4 separate regions of the Mus musculus genome follow, and regions 1, 2 and 3 are each linked to region 4. Evidence: chromatin contacts called from public promoter capture Hi-C data. All regions are on one chromosome and are shown on one strand. Each heading gives the region's core, a stretch centred on a gene start, on an enhancer-like site or on the middle of the called end of the contact. The rest is flanking DNA. Distances are from core to core; before and after follow the strand shown. Region 1 holds the start of Pcif1 (PDX1 C-terminal inhibiting factor 1). Region 2 holds the start of Zfp335 (zinc finger protein 335). Region 3 holds the start of Sys1 (SYS1 Golgi-localized integral membrane protein homolog (S. cerevisiae)). Region 4 holds the start of Slc9a8 (solute carrier family 9 (sodium/hydrogen exchanger), member 8).

The links. Promoter capture Hi-C pulls out the DNA fragments that hold promoters and counts their contacts. Capture Hi-C pulls out chosen DNA fragments and counts their contacts.
Region 1: a contact with region 4 is called in a promoter capture Hi-C map of liver, with 3 times the contacts expected there. The contact joins the promoter of Pcif1 here to the promoter of Slc9a8 in region 4. A contact is called at or near these places in 2 of 39 promoter capture datasets (liver and pre-B cells) and 1 of 484 Hi-C or Micro-C datasets (B cells).
Region 2: a contact with region 4 is called in a promoter capture Hi-C map of adipose tissue, with 3 times the contacts expected there. The contact joins the promoter of Zfp335 here to the promoter of Slc9a8 in region 4. A contact is called at or near these places in 1 of 115 datasets of contacts at active chromatin or transcription factors (thymic regulatory T cells) and 1 of 9 other capture datasets (adipose tissue).
Region 3: a contact with region 4 is called in a promoter capture Hi-C map of liver, with 4 times the contacts expected there. The contact joins the promoter of Sys1 here to the promoter of Slc9a8 in region 4. A contact is called at or near these places in 2 of 39 promoter capture datasets (liver and pre-B cells) and 1 of 484 Hi-C or Micro-C datasets (B cells).

What each region holds. Positions count from the first base shown.
Region 1 is chr2:164,877,895-164,880,810 of GRCm38.p6, forward strand. Pcif1 (PDX1 C-terminal inhibiting factor 1) reads left to right here and starts at 1,474. Exons shown (of 17, transcript NM_146129.3): 1 at 1,474-1,595. It overlaps 4930445K14Rik (a long non-coding RNA gene), which reads right to left. Exons shown (of 2, transcript XR_003953757.1): 2 at 1-2,147.
Region 2 is chr2:164,910,120-164,913,051 of GRCm38.p6, forward strand. Zfp335 (zinc finger protein 335) reads right to left here and starts at 1,631. Exons shown (of 28, transcript NM_199027.2): 1 at 1,398-1,631; 2 at 503-753. The coding sequence starts at 703. It overlaps Zfp335os (zinc finger protein 335, opposite strand), which reads left to right and starts at 1,314. Exons shown (of 2, transcript NR_166490.1): 1 at 1,314-1,631.
Region 3 is chr2:164,459,642-164,462,469 of GRCm38.p6, forward strand. It overlaps Sys1 (SYS1 Golgi-localized integral membrane protein homolog (S. cerevisiae)), which reads left to right and starts at 1,330. Exons shown (of 4, transcript NM_025575.3): 1 at 1,330-1,479; 2 at 1,652-1,888. The coding sequence starts at 1,727.
Region 4 is chr2:167,420,409-167,423,349 of GRCm38.p6, forward strand. It overlaps Slc9a8 (solute carrier family 9 (sodium/hydrogen exchanger), member 8), which reads left to right and starts at 1,302. Exons shown (of 17, transcript NM_148929.3): 1 at 1,302-1,357. The coding sequence starts at 1,344.

The DNA.
Region 1 (2,916 bases), core at 224-2,723, 2.5 Mb before region 4:
GGCGCCCTCTTCTGGAGTGTCTGAAGACAGCTTCAGTGTACTTACATATAATAAATAAATCTTTAAAAAAAAAAAAAAAAAAAAAACCAAACCAAAAACCAGAACTGGAACAGGGTCAGAGGTTAGGGAAACACTGAGTTACACCCCTAACCAACTCCCCTTTTAAACTTTCCTTTTTTTTTTTTTTTTTTTTTTTCTTCCCGAGACAGGGTTTCTCTGTGTAGCCCTGGCTGTCCTGGAACTCACTCTGTAGTCCAGGCTGGCCTCGAACTCAGAAATCTGCCTGCCTCTGCCTCCCAAGTTAAACTTTCCTTTTTAAAGCAAGTATCTTGTAGCCCTGCTGACCTCTCAAACTAGTGACCCTTTATCAGTCTCCCAAGATTCGAGATGCATGATGGTGTATGCTTTTAATTTCAGCACCCAGCAGGCAGACAGACTGCTGAGTTCCTGGTCTGCCAGGGTTATATAGCAGAACTATCAAAAAACCAAAAGAACAAAAAAATCCCTAAGATGGACACACCTGGGGTCGATGGTCAGGTGTCTGTGGGCAGACTAGACAAGATCCTCCTCCAACTCTTACTAGTTTATATTGTTGACCATTTTTCCTGACCTCCCAACATTCCAGCTCCAAGTTACTGGGCAGCCAGCGCCGACAGCGTCATAGACCTGAGAGGCTGACCAGCTGGGCCATCTGCTACGCTAGTCCAGCAGCAGGTGGCAAACTTGTCCTCCTTTCAAGTTACCTTAACTGGGCAACAGCTTCCTTAGGAGGCCACAAGTGGGTGGAGCTAGGAGCCTAATTCCGGAAGGGAGCCCGACGATGGCCCCTTGCAGAAGCGTCTCCCACTAAGCTGTGTGCAGCCTTCACAACTTTACAACTGCCCAAAGCCACATCTACCCTATTTGCACTCCTCCAAAAGCTACGACTATTCAAGAGCAATTTGTGAGCAGGTTGCTAACGCGCAAAGGTTCGATTTGCACGTCTTCGTCACCTGGCCTCTAGGCAGAGAGAGTTAACATTCCAGGACCCTTAGAGGGCAGAGGCCCCGAGAGGACACCAGCTGGAAGCGGCAGAGCACTGTGCAGGCCAGGACCCAACGTGCAGGGCCTACGTCACCGCTCCGCCTATGTCGGCAACTGAGCCAGAGCCCCCAGAAGACTCTAGACCAGCTTCGTGCCCCCTAAAGTGTCCTAGATCTTCAGCCCCTGCGAATGCGTTCGGCAGGGAAACTGAGGCAGGGGTGTGCGATAGATTCCTTCCTTCCCACCTACGTTTCAAGAATAGCAACGCTGTTTTTCCCCATCCTCAGGACCACAAGGGACCACCCAGATCAACCGGAAAATGGGGAGTTGGGGGCGGGGGGTGGGGGCGAAAGCCATCAAGGTCTGGGGAGCCAGTCAACGTTGCCACACTCAAGATGGCGGCGCGGCCGTGGCGAGGTCCTTCAGAGGCGGTACCGACGCATGCGCAGCGCGGAGTCCCGGCCCGGGACACAAGATGGCGGCAGCGGCGCTGGGGAGGGCGAGGCGGAGGCGGCAAAACGGGCGGTCGAGCAGAACGTGTGGCCGCATCCCCTCGAGTCCGCTTCGGGCAGGTAAGAGCCCCAGGAAGCCACGGTCCCGCTGCGTGCCGCGCCTGGGTCCGGGAGTCCGAAGCAGGACGGCGGAGGCCCCTCCGGCGCTTCCCGCTCGGGGCTGCCGCTCGCCCGGTCTCTTTCGTCGCCGCCATCTTAGAGCCGCGGGTGGGCAGCAGGACTGCCGGCTGGGGTGAGTGCAGTGGGCCCGGAGAGCCCGGGCGGAGCGGCCTCTAGGGTCCCTTCGCTGCTGCCGCTGCCGCCGTCGCCACCGCCTTTGTGTCGGGCTCCGACTCAGAGTCGCCTCAGCCCGGGGGCGGGAGCGCGCGGCAGGGCGGGGGGCGGAGCCCGGGCGAAGGGCCGGCGCGCGCGCGCCAGACTTCCCGCCCCCGCTGGGCTTGCGGGAGGGGCAGGCGGGAGCGCGCTGGGAGCGGGGTGGGGGAGGGTTCCCGTCTGTGCGCCTGCGTGGCTCCGCCCACCAGAGCCGGGGCGTTATGATTGGTACTCTGGTATGTGATCCCGCCCATGTTCCTCCAATCCCGGAATCGGATGCATTTTCTAGTCCGAGTTCCGCTGCTTGCGCAGATACAGTTGTTTGTCTCTAGACTACGCTGCGCTTCTCCGACTTTGGTATGCGTGGGGGTCCGGAAGGCACAGGCTAAGTGAAAACAGTCACTTAATGGGAGCAGCAGCGAGAGTCCACAGAACGCTAGACTACGGTGCAGGGGTCAGATGGTTCTGACGTAGGTGTCAGGACGGCAGCACGGCCTTGAACTTGGGTCTGGCCAACTTCAGAGCTGGCGTTTTGGCCAGAGACCTGCTGCACCTATCTACGCGAGTTTATCTTATTTTTAAAAGACAGGGTCTCTGTGTAGCCCTGGCTATCCTGTAACTCACTATGTGGAACAGGCTGCCCTCGAATTCACAGAAACCCTGTGTCTTTAGTGCTGGGATTAAAGTCGTCTGTCACTACACCTGGCTCTAATGTGTGTGTATGTGGTACTGGGGATATAACCCTAGGTTTCACATATGCCGGGCAGTCAGTGTACTAAGTAGCTTTATTACCAGCACTTAACAAGTTCCAAGTTAACATTTTCAAGCTGTGTAAAGTGCAAAAGTGTGTCATCTTGTCTCCCAGTCCCATCTGGGGTGCGTTTAAAAATAAAATCTTGTCGAGGGTGAAGGCACAGATCTGAAATTCTAGCACTTAAGAGATGGATGGATGACCAAGGCAGGATAGGATGACTAAGGGCGATAATCTTTAACACTCCGATTCCGGCAGGATCATTAGGAGTTTTACGCCAGTTTCAGCTGTGTGAGACCCTGCCCTAAAGTTACAAAT
Region 2 (2,932 bases), core at 381-2,880, 2.5 Mb before region 4:
TACAATCCCCATCTCGCAAAATTACTTATGAAGCTACCAGAGATGACTATGTTTCTAATTTTCACTTAACAGAGAAGATGAGGGCTAGAACCTGGGTAACCTGCTCAAATCACAAAGTAATGGGTCAGGAAAACATGGCTCAGTTTCCCCTTACAGCCTAGCACCCATAGAACCCGGCCCTCCCGTTCCATTTGACAGATGGGAAGACTAAGATAACTGAGATGGATCAACATTTGAACCGGGCTCATGGAGCCTGAGGGCTCTGGGTAAGACCATGGATAATTCTGGCTCTGTCGATAGCAAGCACGCTCTGCCTCAGTTTCCCTTTCTGAAGATTCTGGAAACAAGTGGTTTAAGTATGTCTCTTAGCCATGGGACTTGTCAAAACCGACCACAGCAGTTTGGCATGGCATGGCTTGGCGTCTGCCTCAAAAACAGTTATTTTCTACAAGTAGGCTTTGCTGACGGTCCCCCTGCCCACACCATCCACACTGATCCATACCACAGAGTGGTTGCCACCGTCCGAGCTCTGCCCGACGCCAGAGTCGTCAGCCTCCGTTAATCCTGGGACGGTCGCAGCGTCGCTGCTGTCCGCGGACACAGCTTCCGAGGTGCACACACCCAGGCCGCTCTCAGAAGGCTCCTCAGGCTGGCCGGGCCGAGGGGCCGCGTCGCTACTGCTCTCCACCTCGTTCTCCTCCATTGGTTCTGGGGACCGACTGACAGCGAAGCGCGGGGTTTGAGGCTTTCACTCTGCTGGGCGATACGACCATGGTTGCAACAAGTGGTCCACCTTTCGGGCCCGGCCAAGCAGAACCCACCCAGATGCACCGGTGTGCCCATTCTGCAGATGCAAAGACTGAGCATCGGACTAGATGGGACGGGGTTTCCTGGAAAGGGAACCTTCCAGAAAAGAATAGGGACGCCTGGCCTCTCAGGCTAGGACCCTTTGGGAAGAAGGGTGGTCCCGGTGGGTGATCACGGCTCCTTGCTCCTCCCAGAGGCATGAATCGACCCTGGGCGGACACAGCGGCCCGGCGCTCCGGCCCCCGTGTCCCCTCGGATGAGGAGCCGGTGGTACAGCCCGCAGGCCCCCGGGGTCAGTGGTTCACTCCCCCTCCCCGGACTCCCCTGCGGAGGGGGCTGACAGCGACGGTCGCGGGGCCTGGTGTCTCGGGGCTGTCCCCGGCGCTGCCTGAGCTCCAGGCCCGGCGCCATCTTGTGGCGGCGCTGGGTTTCCGCTCAGGCAAATGCGAGAGCGGCTAAAGGGCCTGGGACCCCGGGGCCCTGTTCGGACAGCCCCGCCGGCCCGGGAGTCCGCCACCCGGCAGCCTCGCGGCAGGGCCCCGGTGCACGGCAGTGTGCGGAGGGGCAGCCCGCCTCCGGCTGCCGCTAACCTGAGCCTCTGGCTGCTGTGTCGCTCTCCGACTCCGGCATCGACGAGGTCGCCATCCTCTCACCCCCGTCGCGGAGGAACCCATCGGCCGCCCTCGAACCGGAACTACTTCCGCCGCCGTCCCCCCGGGAGAGAGAGATCTGCGGGGTTTCAGAAGGCCTCTCGGAGGACTCAGAGCCGTCGTCGGGTCCAGGAGGACTCTAGAAGTCACATGCTGCCCGGTGTTAGGGCTGAGGTCAGCTGGGTACGGGGACTACTTTTTCGTGTGGCGGAGGGCTACACGGGAAGTGGCATGACGTCACGCAGGTCCCAGCCCGGACTCGCCGGACAAGGCGCGGCGGAGGCGCCCGGCTCTCGTGGGTGTGGCCCCCAGCGTCTAGCCACACCTCCAGGGGTCGCTTAGAGAACCGTCGCGACCTGGGATGGTTTAGAGGTGTCCAGAGGGGAGGGAACGTCAGTCATTTTCCTGGTTTTTCACCTGTAGCTTAAAGCTCCACTCGAGCCAGATCGGGTTCTCCCGGGTTGGGCTTGCTGTGCCGTAGTACAGATGGCAAAACCGAGGTTTGAGGACAGGAAAGGCTGGTCAGGAATCACAACTAAGGCGACTTGGGGGATCGGGTAATGGCAGAGGTCAGGGATGTTTGAAGAAGAGTTAATGCTTAGGCCACGGTGCACTTCGCAGCTGTATTTCTTACTAGGACTGGAGGGCCAGACACCCAGCTGTCCTCTGATCAGTGTAGGTGTGTTTAGAAGTTGGGGAATTAGCTCAGTGGCAAACACGAGGCCCTGCGTCCTATTCCTAGCATACACACGCGCTCATAGACGCGCATGCACGCACGCAGGCAGTGTTAGGTATTTTTAGAAGTCTACAGTCCTTGGGCCCAGTGTGGTGGTGGCTCATGCTTTTAATCTAGCACTCCGGAGAGGCAGGCTAACCTCACTTGACTTACATAGACCAGCTGGAGCTATGTAGTAAGTTTTTCCCAGAAACCACATGGTAAAAGGAGAGAACCGTCTCTTCCAGGCTGTCCACCCACCTCCACGCGCTCTTAGTGTCATGTGTGCACTTACAGACATAACAATAAATACATGCTTAAAGCCGGGCCCTGGTGCTGCACGCCTTTGAGTCCTAACACTTGGGAGGCAGAGGCAGGCGGATTTCTGTGAGTTTGAGGCCAGTCTGCTCTACATAGTTCCGGAACAGCCAGGTCTACATAGCGAGACCATATCTCAAAACAGAAAAGAGAAGAGAAGAAGAAAAGAAAAAAAAAAGAGAGAAAGAAAAGGAAATGGAAAGAGCCAGGGAGTGGTGGCACACACCTTTAAACCCAGAAATGGAAAGGCAGAAACGGGTGGATCTCTGTGAGTTCAAAGCCAGCCTGGTCTACAGAGTTAGTTTCAGGACACAAAAACCGTGTACTAAAAAAAAAAAAAAAAAAAAAAAAAGCGGGGCGGTGATGGCACACTCCTTTAATCCCAGCACTTGGGAGGCAGAGGCAGGCGGATTTCTGAGTTCGAGGCCAGCCTGATCTACTG
Region 3 (2,828 bases), core at 80-2,579, 3.0 Mb before region 4:
AAAAAAAAAGAGCCTGAAAACTCTGTACTAAAGAAAGAAAACACTGAGAATCTAAAATGAAAATAGTCATTTTTTAAAATGTATTATTTCCTTGGGAGTCCTTGGGAATTCCATGTGGGTCTGGAATATAGCAAGTTTCAGACCATCCAGGGCTACATAGTGAGACTGTAAGACCCCTGAAGCTGGGCCTCTGCTCAAGTCCCAGGATGAGTTGGCCAGCACCCCAGTGACCCGAGAGAAAACCACACCTGATGCAAACTGCAAGAGGTTTTATTATTAGGTAGCTGAGGATGAAGTCCCTCTGCTGTGCAGGGGCTGGGAGTTGACCCTGAGCGGTGACAGTAGGGGGCTTTTAACAGCTAGCTGGGGAATTGGGAGGAGTTGGGAGGAGAGTTCTTCTCTTCCGGGTGTCCTTGGTGAAATTTACAAGGCAGGAGTGGGGAGTGAGTTCTTTCTGAATTTTTATCTCCATGTCCTCGGCACAGGAAGGCAGGCATCTCTGGTTGTAAAGTATAGAAACAAAAAGGCTTTTTGCTGGCTATAGAGAACAAAGAGCTTCTTTCTGGCTGTATTTTAGAGATCGGGGGAAACAAGCTTGGGGAACGTCCAGGGGCTTTACCTTCCAGGGAGAAACGCTCTAAGTCGGGGTCCCACGAGACTCTGTCTTTAAAAAAAAAAAAAAAGAAAAGTTCCCTTTTGTTAAATTTAAATTGTTGCCGGGTGTGGTGGCGCATGCCTTTAATCCCAGAACTTGGGAGGCAGAGGCAGGCGGATTTCTGAGTTCGAGGCCAGCCTGGTCTACAGAGTGAGTTCCAGGACAGCCAGATCTACACAGAGAAACCCTGTCTCGAAAAAAAACAAAAAAAAATTTTTTTATATTGTTATCATTGTATTTCTATGAGTGTGATAGTCAGATGATAGCTTACAGGAGGCAGTCAGTTCTTTTCTTCCAACATGTGAGTTCAAGATATAAAATGGTCGTCAGTCTTGGCAGCAAGCATCTAGCCCTCTAACCATCTCACCATTCCTCAGTGAATGCTATTTTATTTTATTTTTTATTTTTTATTTATTTTATTTATTTTATTTTTAAAGTCTAGACCTTCCACCCCTTTCCCTCCTAGGAATGGACCTGCTGGATTTTAAAAATCTCCCTCTAGAGGGCGCGCAAGACCCACGGTTTTGTGCCTCATTTCCGTTTGCCTTCATCCTTCATCTTACGCATGTGCAGAGTTTATTTCCGGGCTGCTCGCAAGGGCCCCTTTGGATGGCGTGTAGGGTTCATCCACTGCGTCTGCGCAATGCCCCTCGGTTGCCGTCCCCGGAAGCTCTCCCTTCCCAGGAAGCCGTGGGCCGCAGCTATTCGGCCTCTCTAGGCCGGCGGGTCCTCCGCTCCATGGTCCTGTCTGTCAGCGCTGTGTCAGGAGGCCAGTGCCGAGGTCCGGTCGCGCTCCGACGCTTCGACCCTCGAGCCGGTCGCGGGTGAGTGAACCCGGGAGGAGCCCGGCGGTCGGAACGGGTGGGTCCGCCCGCCCCGCCTCTCCCACCCGGGAATGGGCTTGCTCCCGGGTCCCAGGCCCTCCTCCCTCCCTCCCGCGCCGTTACCAAGGCGACGGCCGGCCCGCCGGCTGCAGCTCCCTGTGTCTTCCCGCAGGTATCCCGGCGGCCGCGGGACGATGGCGTGGTGGCACTGACAGGCGCGGGCGGCTGCCGAGCCCCGCGGGCCGGCATGGCGGGCCAGTTCCGCAGCTACGTGTGGGACCCGTTGCTAATCCTGTCGCAGATCGTACTCATGCAGACCGTCTACTATGGCTCTCTGGGCCTGTGGCTGGCGCTGGTGGACGCGCTGGTGCGCAGCAGCCCGTCCCTGGACCAGATGTTCGACGCGGAGGTAAGCTTAGCGGAAAGGAGTGGGGTTTTGTGGTGGGGCACCGCCGAGCTCTAAATCCGGCTGGGCCAAGTTCTCATTTTGTGGACACTTTTTTTTTTTAAGAAGGGATTTCAGTGTGCGCTCCCCGCGCGACCCCGGTGCCCATCTGTAAAACGGAACGACGAGAACAGGGAAGGAGATAGAGTCTAGGAAGCAAAGTAGTGATCTACAAAGTTCACGCTCAGGAACTGCGCGTTCGAGATACAAACAAGCAAAATCTCATAGGGTTTTAAAGAACCTTACAGTGTTGTGTTGGCTGCCTATGCGCTTAGCCTCGTAGCCAGCTCCGCAGCTTGTGGCTAGAGGTTGAACACACATGGCAGATACTACAGTCAACAGACTTGTGTCCCGGGCAAACATGATGTCTCTTTCTTGAAACCCTCTAGAAAAATGACTTCCTTTCTCCCAGCTGAGCTTGTCAGGAGCCACAGTAAGAAGAGGGATAGACAAAAGGGCATCCGTAATGATGAAGTGGAAACTGTTAAGACTTGGTGTCAGATAGGTCCCTTTAAATTCCTCTCTGCCCTGTGACTTGGGCAAATGTTTCCTCTCCCGTCTGCAATATCACACTGTTGGTACGAGGTGGTGAACTGTTCAAAGAGCCTGCTGTGCTTAGGGTCCAATCTAGCTGAGAGAACTTGAAGAGTTGTTTTGCCTTTCCAATCCCTTTTATCCTCTGCAAAGTGAGCAGGATAATCCTGTCATGTTACCTATAGTAAAATGTTAAAAGGCCCAGAGGGGTTTAAGAATAAGAAAATGCTTCGTGCCGGGTGTGGTGGCACACGCCTTTAATCCCAGCACTCGGGAGGTAGAGGCAGGTGGATTTCTGAGTTTGAGGCCAGCCTTGTCTATACAAAAGTGAGTTCCAGGACAGCAAGGGTAACACAGAGAAACCCTGTCT
Region 4 (2,941 bases), core at 52-2,551:
CAGCATACAGTAGGTCTCTACAGAGAACTTGGGCATGTTAGCTGAATGGAAGACCACCTGCCTGCCATATGTGTTGCCCTAGGTTCCACCCCTGTACAGAAGTAGACAGATGCCTGAATGGGGGTGGGGAGGGGTGTCTCTCACCCTCCAGTCCCAACTGCTCAAGAGGATGAGACAGAAGGATCGTTCTTTGGGAAAGTGACATATCTGTTAAGCGTTATTAAGTGGGGGGGGGGGGGGGAACTACCTAGGGTGGAAGGGGCCCTGAAGGAGAACACCCAGAAGGTCCCATAAAGACCTCAGCAGTACCAGGCCAGTTTTAAGCAATACAGACTAGACAGTTCAAGTTATCTTCGGTGTTGAAAGCCCAGTGGGCAATGCGCTTGCTACGCAAGCACGAGGACCTCAGTTGGTATTCCCAACATCCACACAGAAGCCAGGGATAGCTGTTGGCATCTGTAACCATAGGGACAGGGAGACTGAGAAGGAGGATCCCTGGGAGTTGTTGGCTAGCCACTATGTCGCGTCCCTAGTTTCAGGTTCACTGTCTCATAACTAAGGTGGAGCGTGAGTAAGGAAGACATCTGATAACCTGGGACCTCCTAATGTACCCCACCCACCCCCGCACACACAAAGGTTAAGAAAAATTTGTTGGGATAGTTCAATGAGTAAAGGCGGTGCCGCCAACCCGTATTACCAGAGTTCAATGCCGAGGACCAACACGGAGGAAGGCGAGAATGAAACCCCTCAAGTTGTCCTGGATCTCATTTTCACATCTACCACACCAACCAATAAACCAATGGGGAATGTCCAACCTCTGCCTTGCTAGCTCTCAACTTTTATAATCGGAGTAAGTACACTGTCTAGCGTTTCAAAGACCCTCTGTCTACTCTCCCCACAGCAGGGGAAACTGAGGCCGCCTCGGAACGCGCCTGCGGACTCCCTCCGCTCCGCACAGCCGGCCCGGACGCCCAGAGAAACCACTTTCCCCCATTCTGAGCCCTGGGATTCTCACGCGGGGCGGACGGCTTGGCTCACAGCTGAGTCACCCAGATCTCAAAAGTTTCCTCCAAATCTTTCCCGCCCGGGGACCGGAAAAAAAAAAAAAAAAAAAAGTCCGGATGTCCCAAGGCCAGATCGTCACACAGCCTGGCCGGAAAAAGCCCACAGAAAGCCCCAGAGGTCGTCCCACTCCCAGGCCACAGAGAGGACAGCGCAGAGGGTCGCCCTGGGAGGCCAAGCCCCGCCCCTGCCCGCAGCGGAAACCGGAAGCAGCCGCCGGCCCCGCTAGCCCTGCGGCGCCGAACTCTGTAGTCTCGGAAGCTCGCAGGATAGGGGAGAAGATGGCGGAGGAGGAGTGAGTGCGCGGCTTCGGGTAGCGGAGGCGGCAGGGCCGGGCCGGCGGGCGACAGCGGGCCTGGAGCGCCCGGGTGGAGTGGCGCGGGCCCACCTAGCCAGGGTTGGCGGGGGGCGGGATGAGAACATGGGCCCTGAGGCCTCCCGGAGGTCCGACATTGCTGACCACGCGCAGGCCTGGCGGAAGCCGCGAACGTCCTTCCTGCTCCCGGTTTCCGGTTATCTCAGGGTTCCCTGGCTCTCCTCCTCCTGATCCAGGAAGTTCTCCCGTTGCCACGAGCAGCCCCTGGCATCCCCCGTAACCATCAGCAACCTTCATTGTTCTTGTCTGCCCCCAGCAGGTTTCTTTGATTCATTGACTGCTAGTTGACCGTTTTTCTCGGCCCTGGGCGTCAGGAGCCGCCCGCAGGGAGCCGCCACGAGGCTTTAGTGGGAGACTTTTGTGTGGACTGGGTGTTTTTGGACCTTGCCAGATGCTTGGATGGAAATTGGGTAGCATGAGGGAAGAGGAGCCCACCCTAGGTGGGAGAAAGACGTCTCGTGACCCGCAGCTTGAAATCTTAGAGGAGAGATGGGGAAGATGACGTGTTAAAAAGGCCCGAGTCCATCTTCATGCTTGGCAGGACACTGTTGTGTGTTACAAATTCTCTCTTTGAAATGAGCCCCAGAAAATTAACAAGGAACCCCTTAATTGATACCGAACTTTAACTAAGAGCATTTCAGGTAGCTCTTCGGCCACTGAGGAGCGAAAGTCATTAGATCTTGTTGTGTAGCTGTACTGTCCCAGACATTCACATAGTCTCAGCAGGACAAGATAAAAGAGGTAATACAGAGCCAAATGCTTTGAGATGTGGGCTTGAAGCTTGATCAGTTTATGGGGTCCTGGAATGAGGCAGTGCTCAGTGGTCACAATTCCATCACTACTACATTAGTTTACAGACCTAACCTTAAGAGCACAGGCGGAAGCCTTGCATAGAGTGGGATGTTCCAGAGCAGGAAACTTGAGCCATTTGAGATTCCAGAAGGGTTTGGTAGGGTAGGTTAGGGCATTCTAGGGAGAAAAACGGGGCAGATTCAGCTGACTTGGTCAGTTAAAGGCTGGAATCTTGCCCACCATTCCTGAGGTCAATCCCTAGTTTAGTCAAACACACACACTGCACCCAAAATTCAAGGAGATTGTAGACTAGGAAAGTAAATAATACTGAAACTGGGGTGTAGGGAGACTCCAGTTCCACCCTAGAAGTCTGTTTGTGTTTTTCTTTTTGAGACAGGTTCATGTAGCCCATAAAACTGGTCCTCACTGAGTATCAGTATGTAGGCCAGGGTGACCTTGGTCTTGAACTCTTAGCTTTCCTGCATCTGTCTCCCAAGTGCAGAGATTACAGGCATGGATTAACATACCCTGCTACCCTCGTTAAGTTCAAGGGGCAGAGAGCATCCTCCTCCCCCCAACCCCAGACAAGGTTTCTCTGTGTAGATCTGACTATCCTGGAACTTGCTCTGCTGGCCTCCAGCTCAAAGAGATCTGCCTCTGTTTTTTGAGTACTGGGGTTAAAGACATGTACCACCACACCCACACCTGCCT